Regions from separate parts of the Mus musculus genome. Here regions 1 and 2 are each linked to region 3. The links are chromatin contacts, called in public Hi-C maps. All regions are on one chromosome and are shown on one strand. Each heading gives the region's core, a stretch centred on a gene start, on an enhancer-like site or on the middle of the called end of the contact. The rest is flanking DNA. Distances are from core to core; before and after follow the strand shown.

Region 1 (4,419 bases), core at 527-3,026, 100 kb before region 3:
TATGCTTTTCCAACTGATTTCCAGTGTTCTGTGTCTAACAGAGCTCATGATATAAACTTGAATCTGTTTCTCAAAGTACCTACATGGTCTCTTACTTCACTTTTCTAAGGTATTTATCAAAAATTACCAAGGCTCAGGATGTATTCTATACTATGGAACCACTGATTTACAGAACATTTATATCTGGACTTTAATAAGCTCCCTGGGTAATTTTTATGCACAATGAAATTTAAGATATATTGCTCTGGACTGTAAGACCTCCAAGATAGGAATGGAAATATATTTGTCACTGTAGCCCTGCCAGTTTTAAGTATAATAGGTGGTCATATAATACCTTTGAGTAAACAAAGGCATAAAGAGAAATTATTTCTGCCTTGATCTCCTTTGTAGCATGTCTTCATCTTCGAGGGCCTTGGTGGCCTGTGTGTAGAATGAGCAAAGCAAGCTTTAAGCTACACCTCCTGATGGGAAAGAAGCTTTTCTGCATCAGAAATGCCCCTTTCAAAATGATCCAGAAGGACTTTTAAGAAAAGCCCCTTGGGAGCTAATTAAGAAGCCAGAGGCAGACAGTCAGTCGGCTGAATTAGATCATTGGCAAACCACTGAACTCAAGGATGAAAATCACAGAGCTGGAACAGCCATGGAAACCCCAAGGCAGAGGGTATATAGGCCGATAGCAGAAGTCAGATAGATAAGCAATCCTAGGCAGTAAACAAGCAGCCAGAAAGACTAAGGCAGCCATGTGTCTAGTCTGTAAAAGCATTAAGCTTCTAGAGAGAAATGGGGATGTGAAGCACTTCTGAGTCTTTTGAGCCGTGGTTGACAGAGCTGGGGGGTATAGGAGCAGTAGCAGGGCACCAATGGAGCAGAGATGCCTGAGCAGTAAAGTGTAAAACTAAACTCAGTTGGTGACCTGCTTTTAAAAAGATTTTTTTAGTGTTGGTGGGTTTTACCCACTGAAACAAACACCTGAGGCTTCCTCGGGGCAAGATGGAAATAGTTCTCCCCGAAGAGGTAATTGTTATAAATTGCTTCTTATGATGATCATATAACCACATTTTTGTTCTTATGCTCTTTGTTTAAATCACATTGTAGTGGAGCCCCTGGGGAATGATGTTCCGAGCTGTGTTCCCACCTCTTCCTATATGCTTATTATTTTCCAGAAAATTCTTTTCCAGCTTAGGTAAACACCTTTGGACTAACCAATTTAGCAAGAAAAATGTGGGAGATGCTCCCAAGAGTTAGTCGTATGGCTGCTGAAACTTTACAGGAGGTGAGCTGTGCAGATGGCAGGGGACCTGTGACAGTGCTCTGGTACCTATTGCTTCATCCACAGCCTCGCACATCATTCTGGGAGGCTGGCCAGAGTGAGTGATGTAATTGCTCTGAAATAAAGGAGGGAGTCCCAGTGTCTCTCCTGTCTCTGCACACTCAGGCATCATCCCTCCTCAGTTCACTAGACCCTCGATAGCATTAAAAAAAGCCTAGAAAGTGGCAGGGAATCCCCTAGAACTCCTTTAAGAGGCAAACCTTCTGGCCCAGCCTTGCAGAAACAATACAGATGTCAGCTGAAGCCTGCCAAACAAAGAAGCAAATCCCTCTTAGAAGAAAGACCAATTAAAGAATTAAAAGGGAAATGGGGAAATCTTGATCAGAGAAGATGAGGGATATCTCCTGCATTCTTTAAAATGTTAGTCATCTATGCTGTTTTGTCTTAGCTTACGTGCTCCTAGGACTAGCAATAGTAAGCCTGAGAAAAAGTCACTGCAAGCCTGTGTAACCCACGGAAGGCCTGAGCCAACACTGCTGGGTGTGTGCTCATTCTCCCCTTTCTATTTATCTAGTACTCAAAAAATGTTGAATCTGTTTTCTGAGGGGAGGGCTCTTAGGATCCCAGGCTTTCCTAGAGATGTGAGGGTGGAAGATACCAGAGCAAAAGATAAGTTTGGAGAGCTGGCAACCAGTATTGGTAGGACCCTCGAACACCTAGGGTAACTTCCTAATAAACTCTGATGTATGAGGAGTTATTAGGTTAAACTTCCTAATAAAACTCTCATTCTACAGTTTTAGAAAGATATCCTGTTGAATCACATGTGTTTGTTCATGCAAAGGAAAAATATCCATTTGAGATACAGAAATGGCAGTCTCTTCAACCTTTAGACAACTTTTCATTAGCTGACACTATTGAATATCAGTCATTGGTCTATGCATTCTCCAAGAATTCTCTCATCCCATCTTTACAATGACCTTTTGTTGCAGGTCATCCTTTGGGACATTACCTTTCTTTCACATATGAGAAGGCAGGACTGGTAAGGTCAATTAAACTCCTAAGAGTGCAAACAGAGAAGTGGCAGAGGCAAGGCGTGTTCCAGGCTATTAGAGGTAGAGCTGGGCATGAATTTAAACCATGATATCGTCAAAATGTTATCTGTATGTCATAGTCCTGGGTAAAATATTCTTGTATTTAAGATCTTTAGGTTTTCAGACTGAGGGAAATATGTTATACCTTCTAAAATGTACACACATGAGAAAATACAAGGAGAGGCAGCCTGCTCCCAGTACTAACAGATCCTCTTCAAACTCAACCACTGAGGAATAAAAATACCAGTGGCGATTTCTTTTTACCTATCTGCAAAATATAGATATTCATATATGTACAAAAATTAAAATAAGGGTTGAGATAAAAACATCCTTCACCTTCCATGATTACAGCAGCTCCAGAGGTAAATTACTTACCTAGCATGCATATGTTCAATTTCCAACACTGCTAAGTAAGAAGGAAAATTAAAATACAGGCTTCTATTCAATATCTCTTGTTAATTTTCACCACAGCCTGGGAAAAGAAAAAAGATATAGTTTAGATAATAGGAGAATAAATATAACAAATTTGTTTGTGATATTATTCAACATTCTCCTTAAATCACTTGAATGATTCTGCATGAAGTTGTAATGATGCAAGCTTTGAGGCAAATTGCTTATTTTCTTGATTTTCAAAAAGAATATTTTTACATTTTGATGATTTTCTGAACTGGCGGCTGCCTTATAGTCAGTGTGAGCAATTAATGTAGAATTTTTTACTTTCCTTCTATCCTACAAGAGGCCACCATTAAGAGTTTGGTGTATGTTAGAATTTAACATAGAAGAAATGTTGCTGCATTTTATATTTGTCTTAAGATTTAGACTATAATGCCTTTTAACCATTAGATTTGCCCAGCCAACCCCTAGCCATAACAGAAAAAGCACTGAGGAGCTCTTAAAATTTGTAGTTTAAGCTATAATTGTTAGCTATATTTTAAGTACCGTGTCTCATGGGAAAGGACCAAAGCTTATTCCAGAGCTGATGCAGAGAAGATACAAGGTGAGTTTAAAACATATTGCTGTGATTCAAAGTGGCTGATAAAGTAACCAAGACCTGGACAAAAGTCACAGTGCTCAACACAAAAGGGCTCCCTTACTAAGCGTGGAGAACCTTATGGCAGAAGTATACAGTGCTTTGCTATAACTTACTGAATAAAGCACCAATGGATTCATAGAAAAACGTAAAATAGTTGACTAATGCCTCCAAGTTACTATATGGAAAAAAGGCCAAAATTAGAAAAATTGTTAAATAGTTGTAACAATTGGGAAAGAATCATTATGGAAATGTTTTCATGGCTGGTGGAAATTTAATGAGAAAATTTCTCATGTTAATATGAAGGGGAGAATAATAACTTCACAGTGGACCAACTGGACACATAGTGCCTCAACTAAGTGACCAGAATTAATGTCGCCAGTTATACCACAGCCTGATATTGAGTGCCACTTGATGTAGCACATACGGAGTAATCCACTTCTCATGTATTATACCTGATGGAAATTTGTCACCTGCCTGGGTACCTGGAGAAATATCAGGTTAACTCTCAACACCACGCCTATATTAAAAATATTAGCTTCATAGAAGACATTGAATACTGTTTCAGATGAAAGGGCAAAAGCATTGTTTATAACTTAATGAAATACATTATCCTGGCTGTATTCTGAGTAAGGGATGGGGCAGAAGGGTTGCTACAATGAAAAGTGATGAAATAATTGGCAATGTTTGCTAATAAACCTTATAATAGATAATAGTACAGAATAAATGTCATATTGAATGAAATAATTGCCCTAAATTTATACAAGGATGTATATTTGTTTTCAGGAAATGCTGAAGCACTGGAGAGTAAGAGGCGTGGTTTTCACAAGCCCATTGGAAACGGTTTGGGACGCTTGTGTATCTTATGAGGAAGCAGGTAGATAGGTATGAAAGATGTTAGTGAATTTGTATTTGGAAAACATAGAAGTTGCTGTTATTATTATTAATCATTTTCTATACATTTGAAATTGTGTTAAAATAAATTAAAAGTGTTTATGTCTATTGATATTCTCATTGAAAGGGTGTGT
Region 2 (4,650 bases), core at 383-2,882, 65 kb before region 3:
GGAACACAAGGAGGGGGGGGGGCAACAAATGGCTTCGCGTTGTAAATTGGGTCACTCTCAGAGAGACGCCCTAGTGTTAATTTCTAACCATCATCCCTAGTATCACCATCACTGACTCTGGCCATCTTTTAAAAGGCGTGCCCCTTAATCTATTAAGTAGGCTCTCAGCAGTTCCAAAATAAACATGATAGCACGTTGTCTGCCCGTTGTCTGTTAAAAAAAGTTCATGTCTAGGAGGGATAAAGAACAACATGAGCTATTTAATTAGATACTTGTCATCAGTAATGAACAATAAGAAATCATCTGGAAAGTTCTTTGACGTAGTCACTTAGAAATGTTACCAACATTTCAGAAAAGTTGTCTGTAAAACTACCTATGTCAAGAGTGGCTCCAGAGTGTCCTGTGCACATTGCCTCCCGTCCTAAAATGTGTTGGCATGACTGACATTATTATAGCCACTTTATAGATGTAAAGGGCTCTCCAAGGCCACACAATACCAAATGTCTAAACTTTGCACAATACAGATTTACAAGTCATATCGCCCCCCTCCCCCCAGAATAGCAGAGGCACTAGAAGGAACTGAGGTGGACTTCATGGTATGCATCTTTCCTCAAGACAGAGTTTACCTGTGTCCATTGCTCTCAGAATGTAAGACATTAAATGTTAGTGTTACAGAAATCTGTCATTCACAGACACTAAGCTAATTAGAAAGAATCACAACTGTCAAAGAAGCTTGTGTGCATAAGCAAATAACCCACTATGTAGTTTTAGATATGGAGTCTAATTCCTAGACCATAGTTTATTCCACATTCAAGTGCTCAGAATGCTTGACTGCTGTGTGTGTGTGTGTGTGTGTGTGTAGCGTACTGACACATTTGTAGGTGATATATTTGTGCATAGCTAAGAGTATCATATGTGTGCAGTTAGGTTATATAAATAAAATCAGTTAGTGTTGAGAAAACTGAACCTCCATGATTATCAACTGCGCGTAAAATCTAATGGCAGCTGTAACTTATGTGCACCTCTAGGTCCTCTTTGCATTTTCCTTCTTGTGGTACTGGGAAAGAGGAGAGTTAGAAAAGAAACAGGAGCATTCCTCGGGCCCCACTTCCCTAAAACATGTTCCATCCAATCTCTCCAACTCTCTGGAATATCCTTTCTACCCCCACCCCATAGCCCTCCCAATGCAGTGCGGAAAGTCAGTGGGTAATTGGGTCCAGATTGGAGGTGTTTAAATATTCATGAGGCTGGCAGGGGACTGGGAGGGGGTGACTGTCTAGAAATGGGGGTAGGGGCTACGGGAAGTGATTAGTCACTGGAAGCTAGCAAACAATTCTGAGAAAGGGACCCAGGGAGAAGGAAGAAAAAGATTGGGTGGGGAGTGGAGGAAAGAGGAGAAGGAAGGAAGGAAAAGGAGAGAGGAAGGAAAGAGGAGGAAGGGACGAGAGGGAGAGAGAGGGGGAGAGAGGGAGAGAGAGAGAGAGAGAGAGAGAGAGAGAGAGAGAGAGAGAGAGAGAGAGAGAGAGAGAGAGAGAGAGAGAGAATGTGCGTGTGCGGTGAGCAATAGCTGTGGACCTTACAGTTGCTGCTAACTGCCCTGGTGTGTGTGAGGGAGAGAGAGAGAGAGAGGGAGAGGGAGGGAGAGGGAGGGAGGGAGGGAGAGCGCGCTAGCGCGAGAGAGCGAGTGAGCAAGCGAGCAGAAAAGAGGTGGAGAGGGGGGGAATAAGGAAGAGAGGAGGAAAGGAGAGAAGGCAGGAAGAAGGCAGGGGAAGATACCACCATGCTGTGCTGTATGAGAAGAACCAAACAGGTAGAGCTAAAGATTTCTTTTTTACTTCTTTGCTGTTGTGAAATTATCAGAGTACAGGGTTTCCTCGTGAAAGGCAGAAAAAAAAATTTTTTTTTTTAAAAAAAAACTGCTTCTGCCCTGGCATGATGCTCTGGCTTCCTTAGCATACGGTAACTGATGCTTGCATCCCGGCGTTATTCTTTTCTGCCTTTCATGATCTGGTTTTTGGAATGCTGCTACTAATTAGGGTAAGGGGAGAGAAATATGCCGGCTTGGCTAGAAATATGATTCCCCTCGCCTATTAGTAAGTGCTCAGCCGCTAGGTCTCTGGTTTTGAGGGTGTGGATGCAGAAAGGGGTGTGGGGACGATGTGGGCTCTATCTACGAGATCAAAAAAGCTAATCTTGATATTATTTGTGGAAAATTAGGTCTGGGGGAATTATAGTCACATTTCAACATTGCCTGTTCCGTGATTCAAATTTTCTCACATGTGCCGCGGAAGATACCTGATTTCGTGCTCGCGTGAGCTTCAAAGGGGCGCAGGTGTATGTGGGAAAACATGTGAAGGTTTTATTTATTTATTTAACGAATGAATGAAACTGATTTAGGAGATTTTTTATTTTTTAAAGAGAGCCTAAAGACAACAAGGGTTGGGGGAGAACTGCCTATGCCGAGGGGGAAAACCCCCTTCCTGAGATCAGGAACGGATTGTGTGCCAGCTGGTCCGGGAAGAGGATGGACCACGCCCCTAGGAGCTTTGAGCTGAGATGGGATGGGAAAGGGGAGCCGAGCCCGTATTACCTGTTGGAAACCGGGGCTTTTCTCTTTCCCCTCTTCCTGTGAGTCTTTGCTGGCATTAGCAGTGACCTGAGGTGTGTTAATATCCTGGAGGAGGGTGACTCGTGGTCCTCAGGATGAGGGACTGTCCAAGAGGAGCTAGAATCCCAATCCCCCACCTCCCCTCCCCCACCGCCTAGATTATTTTTTTCCATTTTATTTCAAATTGCTCACTTATTTCGTGAAAGACGTTTTAGAAACTTAATTGAGGTGAGGGTGCTTGGGATCCTGCAGTCATCCACAGCACAGGAACGCTCTCCAAATGTAGCCTTCAAACACCCCTAGGAGCATGTTTGAGTGATTTTTAGAGAAGGTTAAGAAAGAAAAAAATGGGTGTGGGGTTGGAATGAGTGTGTGTGCCTGTGTGTGAGTGTGCCCATGGCGGGGTGGGGTGGGATGGCAGTCGTGGTTGTAGACCCCCTCTGCAAACTGATTGCTGTAAGGGCGGGGTGCAAGACAGGGGTATTTGGCATTATTCTTGTGCAGGTATTGGAAATTGGACAATTTGTTAGACACTTTCTGAATCCAAAGGGGATGGGGGAGGGTACAGAGGAAACAGCCCTTCAGCCTGGCCACATGCAGCCAGCGCCCTGGAAGGAGGGGTGGGGGGTGGGGAAGAGGAAGGACTAGAAAAAGAGGTAAAAGCCAAATGCCAAAGTAGTTAGAGGAGAAGCAAGCCTACAATAAACAAACAAGCAAATAAATAAATGCAGATCCTTGGCTGTGAAGGGGTGAATGGAGAAAAGTCTGGCAAGGCGGGGCAGGGGGGGTGTTGCTGCCTGTATTTCTCTAACTGCTCTTGGTTCCAGAAACTGATACTTCCATTGGAACATTTGTAAACATTTATTCCCATGTCTTCCTTCATTTTGATATATGAATGTAACAGATACAGGTGCCAGGGGGTTAAGCACACCCTCAGAAAAAGGTTGCAAGATGACTGCACTGGCCAGCTGGTAAAATACAATTTAGGAAGGTGGAGCCTTAAGGAAACCAATGCTATTCGTTTTAAAGGCTTGGATTTTGGAAAGAAAAGTGTGGCTGGCTGACAGCTTGTTCCCACCCTATTTTTGTGCATGGGAGTATCCACACATATCCTTCAGTAAAGGGAACCAAGCATGGTTTATAGACAGGGAATTGGGGCTAACGGAATTCCCTCCCAAAAGAATGAGGACAGCTGCTTCCACTAGCTTCCTCTCACTGACAGCCCGGAGCACACACTCTGATGTGCAAAGTGATGAAGATGAAATTACGTGTTTAGGGACTTGTAGGAATTTGCATGTAAATGTGTACAGCATGCACATACTTCCAATGCAACCATTACGCATGTGCTCTGTATGGATTTCACATGCCTCCCTGTGCTTTAGCATCACTGATGTGAAGGAGGAAATGGAATGTCTAGCAACGGTTCTTTCTACGCACATGTTTTATGAATAGGTTCTTAGGTATGAAATGGTTATGTGCCTCCATGTAGCAACATTACTTGTCATTTGCATATGTCAGTATTTAAGGTATTATTAAACCAGACAGAAGGAAATGGTGTCTTCAGGGCGTGGGCTCATATTACATTGACTGGTATTCATATAGTATGGATACTTAAGTCTCGTGCTGGCTTCCTTCTTGTGAAATGACCCTCTATCATTCCAGTCAGAATCCAAGGGTTTCGTTCCTTCTCCTGGAAGGTGTTTATCACTCCAGCTTTTTTAACAGGGACTAAAATGAGGGCAGGAACCTGCAAAGGTCTAACTCTGCCACACCCATGAAATCCAGCAGGGATGTGGGAGGGGGACTGGAGGGCTTGCACTTCCTTCCCCTTCCACTTGAGCAGCAAAAGCAAGCAGTCTCAGATATTTCCAAGTTGTAATACATTGCCAGTGGGTGTGAAGAACACTTAAATGATCTCTAGTAGCCATTACTTACCACTGTACATTATTAAAGCAGATAAGGGGGGGGGGGACTACAAGGAAGTAGGTAAAGGAGGGTTAAAATAAAAGAATCCTGCAGATTTTATTGGCTCATGATTTTCA
Region 3 (4,845 bases), core at 1,504-4,003:
ACAAAGTGATGCATTTTAAATGATGCAAAGGACTCATCTTACAGAAGAAAGTATGCTATGAATAACTAGCTGTTGCATCAGTAGACAGAGCACTGCAGCAGCTGTTGAGTTAGGTAAGTGTCCTCTTCGACTGTGACACAGGAGGGAGAGTACAGGTCTTGGAATTGAATTTGAAGCACAGACATGGTCCCTAAGGAGCTCTGTCAATAGCTCAGTATGGGTTTCATCATTATGAAATGATCTCAGAGACGAACCCAATTGGCATTAAATGGTTTGCATATAAAGTTCCTACAATGTATTTCCTTGAACATATAGCAAGTGTTTAATAGAAACTGACCAATTTTTAAAATTTTTTTTTAAAATCTGAAATTATTGGAAAACATTATTTTGTACCTTGGTACCAACCCCCTGACTTTAAAGAGGAAATTAATGTACAAATATGACTTAATTTATTGTGGTCAGCTAGAGAGAGACACATAATGATATACCGAGTCTCCTGAGAGTCGGAGGCTATTCTACTTGGCCTACTTTGGAGCTCAGCAACATTACCAAGTACTTACATTATCAGTGATGATTGAGCCTGGAAGTTAGCCAAGGCCACCAGGTAGTGAGGGTAGGATTAATTTAGGCTGCCTGTAATTGGTCCCTCAGAAACTGCAATCTAGGGATTTGATAGACAGAGTTGGAAACTCTTGAGAGAAATGGGTAATATGCTCTTTCTAGGTAAGTACAAGTATAATGATTTCAACTTAGATTTCAATCTTCTTAGGAAACTTAGATGTCACTTTGACCGAGGCATAGCGGGTCTCACAGAGTCCTTTCATCTCCTGGAATGGTCTGTAACATGTTTTACTGTGTGTCAATATGGATGAGAGTTTGGTCTTTCATCAGCTATTCAGCTGGGACCAGTTTTCAAAACTGTTCAGCCCACTGTACTCGAACAATCCCCAGGACGGGCTGTGCGTGTGTGTATTCTAATGAAAAGTGACGTGTCTTGTAGGATCACCTTGAACAGTCACATAATGAGTTAGGCTCATCGTGGAGGAGACAAGGTAACCCAAGGAGCTCGTTTCATTGTCATACAGATAACTTTCCTTTGCTAGCAGGTGTGACTTACGCAAGAGCTCTAGGCGTTGTAAAGAATACTGGTATATAAAAGTAAAAAGAAAAATGCTGTTGTTCAGTGTACAATCTGGAAGCAATGTAAGGCCTTTAAAAAGGAGCAAGCAAGCAAACAACAAGCAAACAAAACGAACTCCTGGCCCCAGAGCTATGTGAAAGTATGTGTTTGACTGGAAACACAGTCTAATTGCAGAGAGTAAGTTCAGATGTCACCAGGGTGGCAGGTATCTGAATGAAGGAAGTGAACTTAATTAGGCAACATTGCTATAGCACCAGGGAGGGGAAGGTGACTGTGTTAGACCTTAAAATGTTCAGACCTGAAGTGATTGGGGCTTTAAACTAAACAATGGCAGATGCTTTTGCTACATTAAAATAGTATGACAACTGATGTCATAGTATTTTATGGATTCAAAGGTCTTAGATATAAGATAAGACCTTATCCTATAGAGATAAGGCCACTGCAAAGCATTACCTGCTCTCGAAATCCATTTCACAATGTAACATTAATTTTAGTTCATCCACTCCCATGACTTCATGACTTTGGTAAACAATATTTCTAGACTTAGATTTTGGTTACCTTTAAAAGGACTTAAAAATACAATTAACTTCAGAAAGGCTTCAAAGTAGGACCTTGCCACAGCAAATCGTTCCTGAACCAATTGTGTGCTTTGCTTTGGATTCGTGGCTGGTCCGCAGACCTCAAGGTCGGGAACAGTATTACTCTGTTGCCCTCTGCTGGGGAAAAATGGGAAGTTCACCAAGAAACAATGGCGCCCAGGCCTTTTCAACGCAAGGAATTTGGGTGACACTGAAGTCCAAAGCAGCCTTCAGGCACATTCATTTAATGCTGATCACAGGCCTCCCAGTCAGGTACACTTCGGCATTATGTCTGTATTCCTTAAGTAAAAGGAGTAATTGGATTTTTTTCTGCAAGAGTGTAAAGCTAAATTTTAAAAGTAGTTCAGAAAAATAGTCCGGCTTTTTCCTTGGCTTGAGCGCTGGGGGCTCCTTTCCAGAGCACCGTGTGTGCTTCATCGTGGGTGGTGAACATCTTGCCACCAGAATAAACTAGGGTGGGGCTCCGAAGTCATTTCTAAGCTCTGTTCGATTTATTATTATTATTTTTAATGGCGAGGAAATGTGCATTGATACTCATGACTGATTTCTCTTGTCTCAAATTATCGAGTTAATGCCTTGGTGTTAAATTAGATTGAGAGTGTTCTCTTTGGTGTTCCTTTGGTTTTCTGCTCAGCTGACTTTTTTTCTCCTGCTAGAGGTGAAAGATTCTCTGTAATTAAGAAAGGGGTGGGGCGGGTGCTAAGAGATAAAGAGAGAGATGAGCTGTGAATTGTCACGTGTGCAAATTGATGACAAACTTCTCAAAGAAAACGATGGGAGCCAAGTGAGGTAAGAAAAAGGGACATTACATTCTAATGGTCCTTTTTTATTATTATTTTAAAGGATCAATAATATGTACATGATGCTCTGCCTGCGGTTTCCATAACAACCCGCCTCATTGAAAGACGGCAGGCTCCGCAAATCTCCAATTATCAGCCTTCCAGGGCTTATTAATGGAGCCGAGGATCCCAGTGAAGCAGGCAGCTCATTGTTGGCACGTGCCTGGTGGGCTGGCAAGAGGGTGGGAGCAGAGTGAAGTGGAACTGTGTAGCGAGCCAGCAGCCATTTGTCCCCTGTCGCTTCTGGGGGGTGGGGGGAGATGCAGCCACTCAAGAGACCTGAGCACATCTTCTGAAGCCTCCTGGGGCTGTACTGATGTGGCAGGCAGCTGAGGGCGGAGGGTGTAGACTGCCCTTTCAGCTACATACCAACCGTCATCCTCCTGTAGTAAATCTACAAGAATATAGTACTTGCTCCATTTGTCTATTGAAGTCCCATAATTTATTGAGGATTCTTCACAATAACAATTGTGACTCTGTTCCCAATGCTATCTATCCCAAGTCTTAATTAAAATGTGAAAACAACCTAATTCGTATCTGATCACTTCGAATTTGTCAGTCCTTGGTCTGACAATCATCTATTAGGTCCTTACGAAAAGTCATTGGAAGAGCAAAGGACTTAGTAGAGAATACCGTTAATCTTAGCACTCCAGAAATAGAGGTGAGTGGAACTCTGAGTTCAAAGCCAGCCTGGTCTACAGGGAGAGTCCCAAGACAGCCAGGACTACCCAGAAATCCAGTTTCAAAACAAAACAAACAAACAAATAAAAACAAAGCAAACAAAAACACCAGAAAACCAGTTTTTAAAAGGAGCAAGCAAATATAACACTGATGAAAACTATAGATTATTTATGCTTTTGTTCTAGAGTAATTGCTAAATTCTGTATATGTAGTAACTTCCTGAAGCCACAGTCACTCTGTGCTTAGGCTATTATTTACTTTTATAGATACAGAAGGGAGCAACAAAACTTCATGTGTGTGGATGGATCAGAGTCTCAGTCTCTCTCCTCTCTATAACCCTCACATTAATACTTTTATTTTCCTATAAAATAAAGTCAGATTAGAATAAAAGGGACCAACTGAGCTCTATAGTCTAATGTGATTAAGGAAATGGTTACCCTAATGTTTGATTAATAATTGCTATCTATGTTATTATTGGATTTCCAATTGGGGGAGGTTTAGATATAATAAAACATATGCAACATTAGAAATAGAGTAATTGCAGTCATAAAATGTGTCAGGAGCATTATACAGATATCAGTTTTTAGTGTAATGCTGAAGTATTAGTTGATAAAGACTTCCGTTTGACAGAATGTAAGATCATCTGGCTTTGTAGCACAGAAATGTCTGCCTTAACATTTTCAATAGTCCTTTTCACACACCACCACCGAAATTCAGCGTAATCACAAAAGAAATCTTTTGGGGTCCTCCAAAAATAAAGAAGTTTGAGGGAGTCATTAACTATTCAGAATCATGAGACTGCTTTGAAACACCTGAGTATTACATTAAGCAGAAGAATGGAACGTGGCCCGCCTTTGCAGGGACTCAATCTGCGGCTGTCACAATGTGCTACGAGACCAGACCAGCCTTGGCTGGATCCTCACAAAATTGCTCAAATAATACTATTTGTGAATTTGGACTCTAGGACTTGGAATAGAATTTGATAACCGAGTCATCTTTTCCAGGATAAAGTGATAGGTGCATTTACTGCTTAGCCATCTATGTGCCTCACACACCAAACAACCCTACCAGGGGGTGTTTGTAGCTGAGGAGGCTGAGGTGTAGAAAGGTTACATGAGGTGATGAAGGCGCCACATTTAGGAAGTGACAGGTTCCAGATTCAGACTTGTGCTCTCTGGCTCTTGAGTATTTCTTTCTCAAAAGGGTTGCCTATACTCAGACACCAATTTCCTTATTTCTCCCTGTCCCTGTCCCTGTCCCTGTCCCTGTCCCTGTCCCTGTCCTTCCCCCTGTCCCTCCCCCTCCCTCTGTCCCTCCCCCTCCCCCTCCCTCTGTCCCTCCCCCTCCCCCTCCCTCTGTCCCTCCCCCTCCCTCTGTCCCTCCCCCTCCCCCATCCCTCCCCCTCCCTCTCCCCCTCTCCCCCTCCCTCCCTCCCTCCGTCCCTCCATCTCTCCCTCCCTCTTTCTTTTAATTCCTAATGACCATATCCATCTTCCCAGCTTCAATTTAAAGAATTTTGTCCAAGGGCTGGAGAGATGGCTCAGTGGTTAAGAGCACTGACTGCTCTTTCAGAGGTCCTGAGTTC

Evidence for each region. A called contact is a pair of places that touch in the nucleus more often than the background predicts.
Region 1: a Hi-C map of the N1E-115 cell line shows a contact between it and region 3, with 5 times the contacts expected there. The contact joins two enhancer-like sites. A contact is called at or near these places in 3 of 484 Hi-C or Micro-C datasets (the N1E-115 cell line, immediate neuronal precursor and olfactory sensory neurons) and 3 of 9 other capture datasets (adipose tissue, embryonic stem cells and pancreatic islet).
Region 2: a Hi-C map of the N1E-115 cell line shows a contact between it and region 3, with 8 times the contacts expected there. The contact joins the promoter of Gap43 here to the enhancer-like site in region 3. A contact is called at or near these places in 1 of 39 promoter capture datasets (macrophages), 14 of 484 Hi-C or Micro-C datasets (the N1E-115 cell line, brain, cerebellar granule neurons and 8 more), 2 of 115 datasets of contacts at active chromatin or transcription factors (embryonic forebrain and embryonic stem cells) and 3 of 9 other capture datasets (adipose tissue, liver and pancreatic islet).

The regions. Positions count from the first base shown.
Region 1 is chr16:42,377,773-42,382,191 of GRCm38.p6, reverse strand. No RefSeq gene overlaps it. Among named protein-coding and RNA genes, the nearest start is that of Gap43, 39 kb to the right of the region's middle. Within about 2 kb of position 1,776, at least 10 of the 459 cell types and tissues checked have an H3K27ac peak or open chromatin away from gene starts, as enhancers often do. A contact at or near this core is called in the N1E-115 cell line, where this site is marked.
Region 2 is chr16:42,337,633-42,342,282 of GRCm38.p6, reverse strand. It overlaps Gap43 (growth associated protein 43), which reads left to right and starts at 1,632. Exons shown (of 3, transcript NM_008083.2): 1 at 1,632-1,810. The coding sequence starts at 1,781.
Region 3 is chr16:42,273,654-42,278,498 of GRCm38.p6, reverse strand. The region is part of intron 2 of Gap43 (growth associated protein 43); the gene reads left to right. Among named protein-coding and RNA genes, the nearest start is that of Mir6540, 27 kb to the left of the region's middle. Within about 2 kb of position 2,753, at least 50 of the 459 cell types and tissues checked have an H3K27ac peak or open chromatin away from gene starts, as enhancers often do. A contact at or near this core is called in the N1E-115 cell line, brain, cerebral cortex and 3 more, where this site is marked.